Regions from separate parts of the Canis lupus genome. Here region 2 is linked to region 1. A link is a contact called in public Hi-C data. All regions are on one chromosome and are shown on one strand. The core of a region is the stretch at or near the end of the contact, and the rest is flanking DNA. Distances in the headings are between cores, read along the strand shown.

Region 1 (3,630 bases), core at 726-3,225:
CCACCTCCACCACCTTTATCACATGAAGAGAATAATTAGATGCTTTGTAATGATAGGGATGCATGTTTTTTGAAAGTTAGTACAAACATATCAACTTTTATTTACTGGAGTAGGACTTTGCTATTATATTGCTAAACCTTCGATACAGTTGTGATTTGCCATAAATTAAATTAAGGGCAAGTCAAATAGACTAAATCCAACTAAACTTCTCCTACAATCTGTTAGAGAGTGACTGCTCCTTTATTCAATTTACCTCGCTAAGTTTTATTTTACAGAACATTGTAAAATATAAAACTTAACTGATTACATGCATTTCTACATTTTACAAAAATGTTTACTAGTTACACTAAGTACTTACATCACAGTGTGAGGTTTTTGGTGGTGGTTTGGCCACAAAACACGCAAGGTAACAGTCACCTAGTTCAGATTAACCAGTTTTGTCTAACCCTTGGAATCCTCACCATCACCCTGCGTCTAATGGCAAAAGGCTGCTGTCGTCATGGCTTCCGGTAAGGTCAGCCAAAGGGTCATAGGGCAAGGGTCACACAATGTATGGAAAAGCCAAGGCCAATCAGGAAAGGCAGTCATCTTAGCCTCAGTGGACACAGCCTCAGCCCCATTGGTCACTTTCAAATTGAAACATCAAGGACTTGTTAAAAAGTTTGAATTCAACATGCAACAATTTCAACATCAAACATTTCACATAACCAAACCCCTCCCGCCTCCTCCCAAGAACATGCCCCAACTATTTCAAATATAGCATGAAGCTTATTTAAGTATACTTTGTGGTACTATACCACATTGCTTCGAAATTTTCTTTGGCCCCCGCCAATTTTAATAACTAAACTTTAAATCCCTCCCCTGACCCTACCCAGCCCTCCACCCCGCCCCGCCCCACCCCACCCTCCACCCGGCCTGCCCTTACACTTCTACGCTAACGCATTCACATTTCTAGCTAAGGCACTGTCAGGTAAGCGAGGGGGATACAACAAATACAACCATGCCTCACTTCCTCCGTGGGCAGAGCCCACGACAGTGCTGACAGGGGCTCAAACCACCCCCCTCCCAACCTAGCAAAAACCAAAAACTAAAAGAATAAAATTAAAGAACCCTCCCCCCGCCAAACACCCCAACCCTGGCTAGGCAAAACCCACAACCCAATCCCCGCGCTCCGGCGTCCCGTGGCTGCCCCGGGCAGGCGTGAAGGCAGCGGGGCCCGGGGACACTGCAGTCAAAGGACCCGCGTCGCCACGCCTGCCCGGGTTGGGAGGCCCCACCCCGCCCACCCTGGCCTGCGCCCACCCCCCAGGGTCCCAAGGACGCGGAGCGCGCGGGGGGTGGGACTCACTGCGGCTTCCGTAGCTGTAGCCGTCGCGGTCACGGCGCGGGCCCCGGGCGTGCTCCACGATCACGCGCTCGCCGCAGAGCTCTTTGCCGTTCAGCTCGTAAACGGCGTCGTCGGCGTCGCGGGAGTCCTCGAACTCCACGAAGCCGTACCTGGGGGCGGTGCGAGGGCCGGGGCCCGGCGGGCGTCGTTAGGCCGGGGCCGCGCACGCGCGCGCTCCCACCCCCCCGCGCGCGCTCCCGCGGCCCCGCGCCGCCGCCATCTTGGCGGCCCTGCCACGCGGCGCCGCGGCCTTGGCCCTCTTCCGTCCGGCGGGCCCCGCTGCCGCCAGACCCAGGGCGCTGCGGGCGGAAGCGGGCGCCCAGGCCCGACTCACCCATTTTTGAGGTCTATTTCGAGGAGGCGGCCATAGCCACTGAAAAAGCGCTGGATGTCCTTCTCCCGGACGTTGTAGCTCAGGCGTCCTATGTAGACGCGCGGCATGTTCGTGGCGGGCAGGGGCCCCGGGGGCTGGCTATCGAACGGCGGGCCGCAAGGCGAAAGCCGCGGTGCGGGTGCGGCGACGGCGAGAGCCCGAACACGCGCCTCACACCGCAGCGGCGGCCGAGTCCAGCCACACAATGGTGCGCGCGCGCCAGGGCTACGCTATAAGGGCGGGCGGGCGGGGGGCGGGGCCGGCGCGTGACGTCAGCGCGCAGCACGTACCCTCCCGCGCTGGAGCCCTGGGCTTGGGGGTGACTTGCGATCCCACCGCCCGCGAGTTTCGGGGAAGCGCGGTTCTGCTCGCTCACACGGTTCTCAACACCCATCTTAGTAAACGCAGCGCCCCGCCGCGGAGCCACGGACTTGTCTCCTAATTTGCACTTTCTAAAAAAGTTCTTCCGGTGATCCTCCCGGGACAGGCGCCCGGGAGGCAGGCTATGGGGGGGGGTCTCGCTTTTCATTGGTTCCTGAGGTTGTCGTAATAGGCCTCCGTGGCCTCTGATTGGCTCCTGAGAGCGGGGCAGCTCCTCCCCCCCTCCCCCCGGTGGGTTCACGCTCCGCTGGGCTGGGAGCGCGCGCTCCGGTACCGTTGGTTGGCTGCTTTCACCGGATCGCCGGCTCCAGCTCCGCGGTCGCGGTGGCCCGGCCCGGATGGTGTTGCGAGCGCGCAGCCCCACTGGCCTCCATCCCTGGTGGCTTCACTCAGAGTCGTTATCAGCCTCGACCGCCCCGCGGCACAGCCCCCCCTGCCTCCGTGGGTCTCTCTGGGAGCGCTGGCCGCTGGGGTCACCTGTAGATTCCTGTGTACGTGGTCATTCCACGCTCGCCGTGCGTGCTCGCAGAGAGCCTCTGGCCCCAGAAGGTCGAGCAAGACCTGACAGCCCTCCAGCAGACGTGCGCTCTTTTTTCTCCCTGGGATGGAGAGTCCGGTGTGTCCCAGCGCCATCTCTTCCCCCAACAGGTTGGAAGGCACCTGTTCTATGTGGCAGAAATTTACATCTTTTTTTTTTTTTTTTGGTGTATCACTAGAGTTGCTTATTTATTTGTTTTTATTAAAGATTATTTATTCAGAGAGAGAGAGAGAGAGACACGCAGAGGGAGAAGCAGGCTCCATGCAGGAAGCCCGACGTGGGACTGGATCCTGAGTCTCCAGGATCACACCCCGGGCTGAAGGCGGCGCTAAACCGCTGGGCCACCGGGGCTGCCCTATTTATTTTTAAAGATTTTTATTTATTCATGAGAGATACAGAGACACAGGCAGAGGGAGAAGCAGGCTCCATGCAGGGAGCCTGATGTGGGATTGGATCCCGGGATCCAGGATCACGCTCTGAGCCAAAGGCAGGCGCCAAACCGCTGAGCCACCCAGGGATTCCCTAGAGAACTACATGAAAACTCCGAAGGAGTAAGTTTAAGTGGAGAGAAGGCCCTCGTGTATTCTGAGACTTGACTACAGGAAAGGAGACTGGGAATGAGGGAGCAGAGAGGTGGGGAAGGAACGGAGACCACGGGGTCACAGAAGCAAGAGAGGAGACAGTATCAGTGAGATAACACTGGCTGTTCAGGTATTTGCGAATATTCCAGCTCTTTTTGAGTGGTCCAACCTTAATATTCTTCAGCTGGTGGAAAGAGGGCGATTTTGCTCTCCAGGGGACTTTTGGCAAAGTCTTGAGACTAGCTGGTTGTCCGACCAGAGGAGAAGTGTTAATACTGGCATCTAGTGGTAAAGGTTATTAGGGTCTGTGCTTAAAGTTAGATAAATACAATGTAAGGTAGATCTTTAAAAATTCATGGGATATACTCAG
Region 2 (3,630 bases), core at 482-2,981, 530 kb before region 1:
AAGTGGCATGAGTTAACAGACTTGGTAGGTATTCCCCAGAGGTTCTCACTTTCCAAATACTCCCTGAGTAATGAGCCATTCTCAGAAAGCAGCTGACTTTATGATGGAGATGTGCTTACTTGAAGCACTTAAAATTTTTTTGGTTAGTATTTAATGCCTTAATGGATGGAAATAAGATAGAATGAAGAATTCACCAAAACTGTGTTTAGTACCTACTAACCTCCAGGAACTGTTAGGATTTGGGGATTTGTTACTGATCTAGATATAGGCCTTGCCGTCAAGTATGTGGGAGTCTTATCTGAAGGCGTATTTTTTTTTTTGAAGGAGTATTTTCACATGACAGCTTAAATACACATATTTAGTCGTGATGCAACACACTTTGCAACTTCTGAGAAAAATAAAAGCACCATATTTTCCCCTTTTTTATTCTTTTCTAAAAGATGTTGGGAAATGGGCAGCAGTAGATGGACAGGCTTTTGAGACAGATTAAATCCTGACTCAGTCACTTACTAGCATTGAGTGACAGGCCAGGGACAAGGAAGCTAGAACAAGTGATCTGGAATCCCAGGCTTCCTCATTTGTAAAATGTATGAAGTCACAGGAATATCAGGCTGCCCTACCTGCTTTATTTTTAACAAGCTTATACTAGGACATGTAGATTCCATTCCCAGGGATGGGTCAGGTATCCCAAGGTCTGGCTATAATTAAGTTAGATTAAACTATTCCCAGCAGCCTATCCAGTTAGATGACTACACCTGAGTATCAAGGAGTGGGAGTGGGAAGACCCAGTTTTGGCTCAGGTAACAACCCTCACCCTACCTAGTGTTGGGCCAGAACCAACTCTAGCCAATTCTATCGAAGGAAGCTATCTTCCTTTTGATGTCCTTCCCTGGCAGAAAGGTCCTGCAAGTCCCCTGCTGATTGATCAAACCATGCGCATGTGTCTTATCTCTCTTTCTCAAATAAATAAATAACCAGTCCCGGGGACGGAGGGAGGCTGCAACTGTGGCACCCATCACCCCTTCTCTCTCATCTGAACAACTGAGTCCTACAAATGCAAAGATCCCTTAAAATAACCTACTTAGGTGAACGGCTCTATAAACCTTGTTGCAAGATTTAGTGCGCACGTGCATTTCTCTGTCGAGTTCTCACTAGATTTTCCAAGGAGTCCATGCCTGAAAAAAAAAACAAAAACAGATTCGCTGATGAAGTCCAAGTTCCTCACTTAACAGTCGCAGAAACCGTGGCCCAGACAGGTGAAGAGCAGTCGTCTCGGATCAAACAGGGGCATTACAGCCGTTCCGATTCCGGCCTCACGGTGATGGCCCTGGCCGTGTCTCCTACCTCTCCGCTCCTCTGCAAGGCCAGGACACGAGGGCCTGCGCCCGAGCCGGTCGCCGGTCGCCCGGTTCCTTGGCACCAAGGAGGGTCGGGCCACGAGCTCAGCGGGGCTGCAGCCTCGCCGAGGTCCTCCCACTCCGGCCGCGGAATTTCCGTTGCCATAGCGACTCCAGGACCAGCACCAGGCCCCGGAGACCCTGGGAAGCGCGGCGGCTGGACCACGGCGAAGAACAGCGCCTACTCACTCACCTGACACAGAGGAAGCGGGCACGCCCCAAACCCCGGTCCCGAGCGAACCCACGGAGGACCGAAGACCCAGCGAGGAGAATAACAGGAAATGACGTGAGCGCACGTGCTTCCGAGAGGGGCGGGCACAAGGCGTCGGAGAGGCACGGCCGGCGCCCCGCGCCTGCGCAGCCACCGCCTGCCGCGCTGCCGAGTCACGGGGGGGGAGGAGCGTGAGCGGGGGGCGGGGCGCGTGCTGAGTGACGCAGGCGCAGTGCGACCCCGGAGGCGCGCGCTGGCCCCCTCCGCGGGTTTGGATCCGGGTCAGTCAGGCGCCGCGATCCGGGAGAGACGATCTGAGCCGACGGGACTGGATCCCCGGGGCGCCCCAGCAGCGAGGAGGTGAGTGCCTTGACGTTACGGGGAGGGGTTCCGGCCTGGCGGCGGCGGCTTCCCGTGCTCCCGCCCGCCTCTCGTCGCGTAGTCCCGCGGCGCTGACTGCCTGGGCCGGGCCGGGCCGGGCCTGGGCCTCTCCGCACCCCCTGGGCAGCCGCGGCCCGGCTCGGCTCGGCCCGGCCCGGGCTCGGCTCTGTCTCCCCTTCCCGCGGCCCGCCCCTCCGCCCGCTCCCGCCCGCTCCCGCCCGCTCCCGCCCGCCTGTAGCTTCCCCTTTTCGCCTTCCTTGGCCGCCCTTTGCCCCTTCCCGCCCTTTCCCGCTGTTGCCGAGCCCCAGCCTCGTTGGCTGCCTCTTGGGCTCCGCTCCCGCCTCCTCCTGCATCCAGCCTCTCCTCCCGGCGGAGGGAGCATCCAGCAGGGGCACCTTTCCAGTCGGAGACCCCGGGCTAGGAGAGCTGGGGCCTTAGCTCTCCACTCCCCGACCCGCCCCCGACCCCCCAGATCCTGACCTTTCCCCCCTCATCTCGTTGAATCGCGACCGCTCCAGATTCTGGGTTGGGCGGGGCCGGGGGGGGGGCACGGAATTAACATTGCGCTTTAGCTATGCCCGGGAGAGGGGGGGGGGGGGAGAGAGTGTGCAGAGAGACAGGAGTGTGTTTTTGTCCTGCGGGGGGGCCGATAGTTTTCACCTTAGACTTGTTTGTGCCTTGGGGGGTGGGGGTGTGTTGCAGGACAGGGTTTTCTTTCCCGCACTCCGCGCTTCCTGCGAGGCCGGGAAAGTTTCTAGAGCTTTAACGTTGCGATGACACGCTTACCGCGGGGATCCTTTACTGATCGATCTCACGTCTTTTCGGGTTCCTGGAAATTTAGCCCTAGATTTGAGGTTAAAAGAGGTCGTGATTAAAACTTACCGAGATATGTGTATGAGGTTGTGACGCATTGCTATTCGCTGAAAGTCAGAGAAAACCAGGAATTTGCCCTTTTTGATGGAGGAACTTAGAATTTTACTTGTCATTTTTGAAAGGTTAGGAAAATCTTTGCAAAGTTAAAATTGCCCCCTTGTGATTTAACTTTTATTTTTTTTAAAAAAGTATCTTACAGTAGGCCTTTAAACTTCGATCTCTTTGGGGACTGCTCCATTTTCAAGAAGTTAGTGCAGTGAAATGGCAAGAGATGTCTCCACTAATTTAGTATTAATGAAAAAGACAAACCAGTTGTATGTTCCCGGAGTTAGTTATACAGCTCTCGATTTGAGTGAATGGGAAGGTAGGAATACGGAGGAGCATAATAATAATAAGCCTTTTATAATTACAGACATGCTCTGATTTAGCTCTTAAGGTTACACCTGAGACTTGCCTTTGCTCTGGGTTATTATAACAGGGAAAAGGTGAATATTGGAAGTCTGAAAATAGTTTAGACAGAACTTCATTCCTGAAGTTTTAATCTGTAGCCAGTTTTTATTTTGATCTTTTTTTTTTTTTAAGATTTTATTTATTTATTCATGAGAGAGAGAGAGAGAGAGAGAGAGAGGCAGAGACAGGCAGAAGGAGAAGCAGGCTCCATGCAGGGAGCCCGATGTGGGACTCGATCCTGGGACTCCAGGATCATGCTCTGGGTTGAAGGCAGTGCTAAACCGCTGAGCCACCCAGGCTGCCCTGGTCTATTTTGGT

Evidence for each region. A called contact is a pair of places that touch in the nucleus more often than the background predicts.
Region 2: a Hi-C map of blood shows a contact between it and region 1, with 3 times the contacts expected there. The contact joins the promoter of GDAP1L1 here to the promoter of SRSF6 in region 1. A contact is called at or near these places in 2 of 9 Hi-C or Micro-C datasets (amygdala and blood).

The regions. Positions count from the first base shown.
Region 1 is chr24:31,838,705-31,842,334 of UU_Cfam_GSD_1.0, reverse strand. SRSF6 (serine/arginine-rich splicing factor 6) reads right to left here and starts at 1,975. Exons shown (of 6, transcript XM_038572342.1): 1 at 1,722-1,975; 2 at 1,349-1,497; 3 at 1-13. The coding sequence starts at 1,828. LOC111092172 (a long non-coding RNA gene) reads left to right here and starts at 2,404. Exons shown (of 2, transcript XR_005377899.1): 1 at 2,404-2,789.
Region 2 is chr24:32,371,663-32,375,292 of UU_Cfam_GSD_1.0, reverse strand. GDAP1L1 (ganglioside-induced differentiation-associated protein 1-like 1) reads right to left here and starts at 1,731. Exons shown (of 9, transcript XM_038572385.1): 1 at 1,591-1,731; 2 at 1,082-1,175. OSER1 (oxidative stress-responsive serine-rich protein 1) reads left to right here and starts at 1,810. Exons shown (of 4, transcript XM_038572387.1): 1 at 1,810-1,968.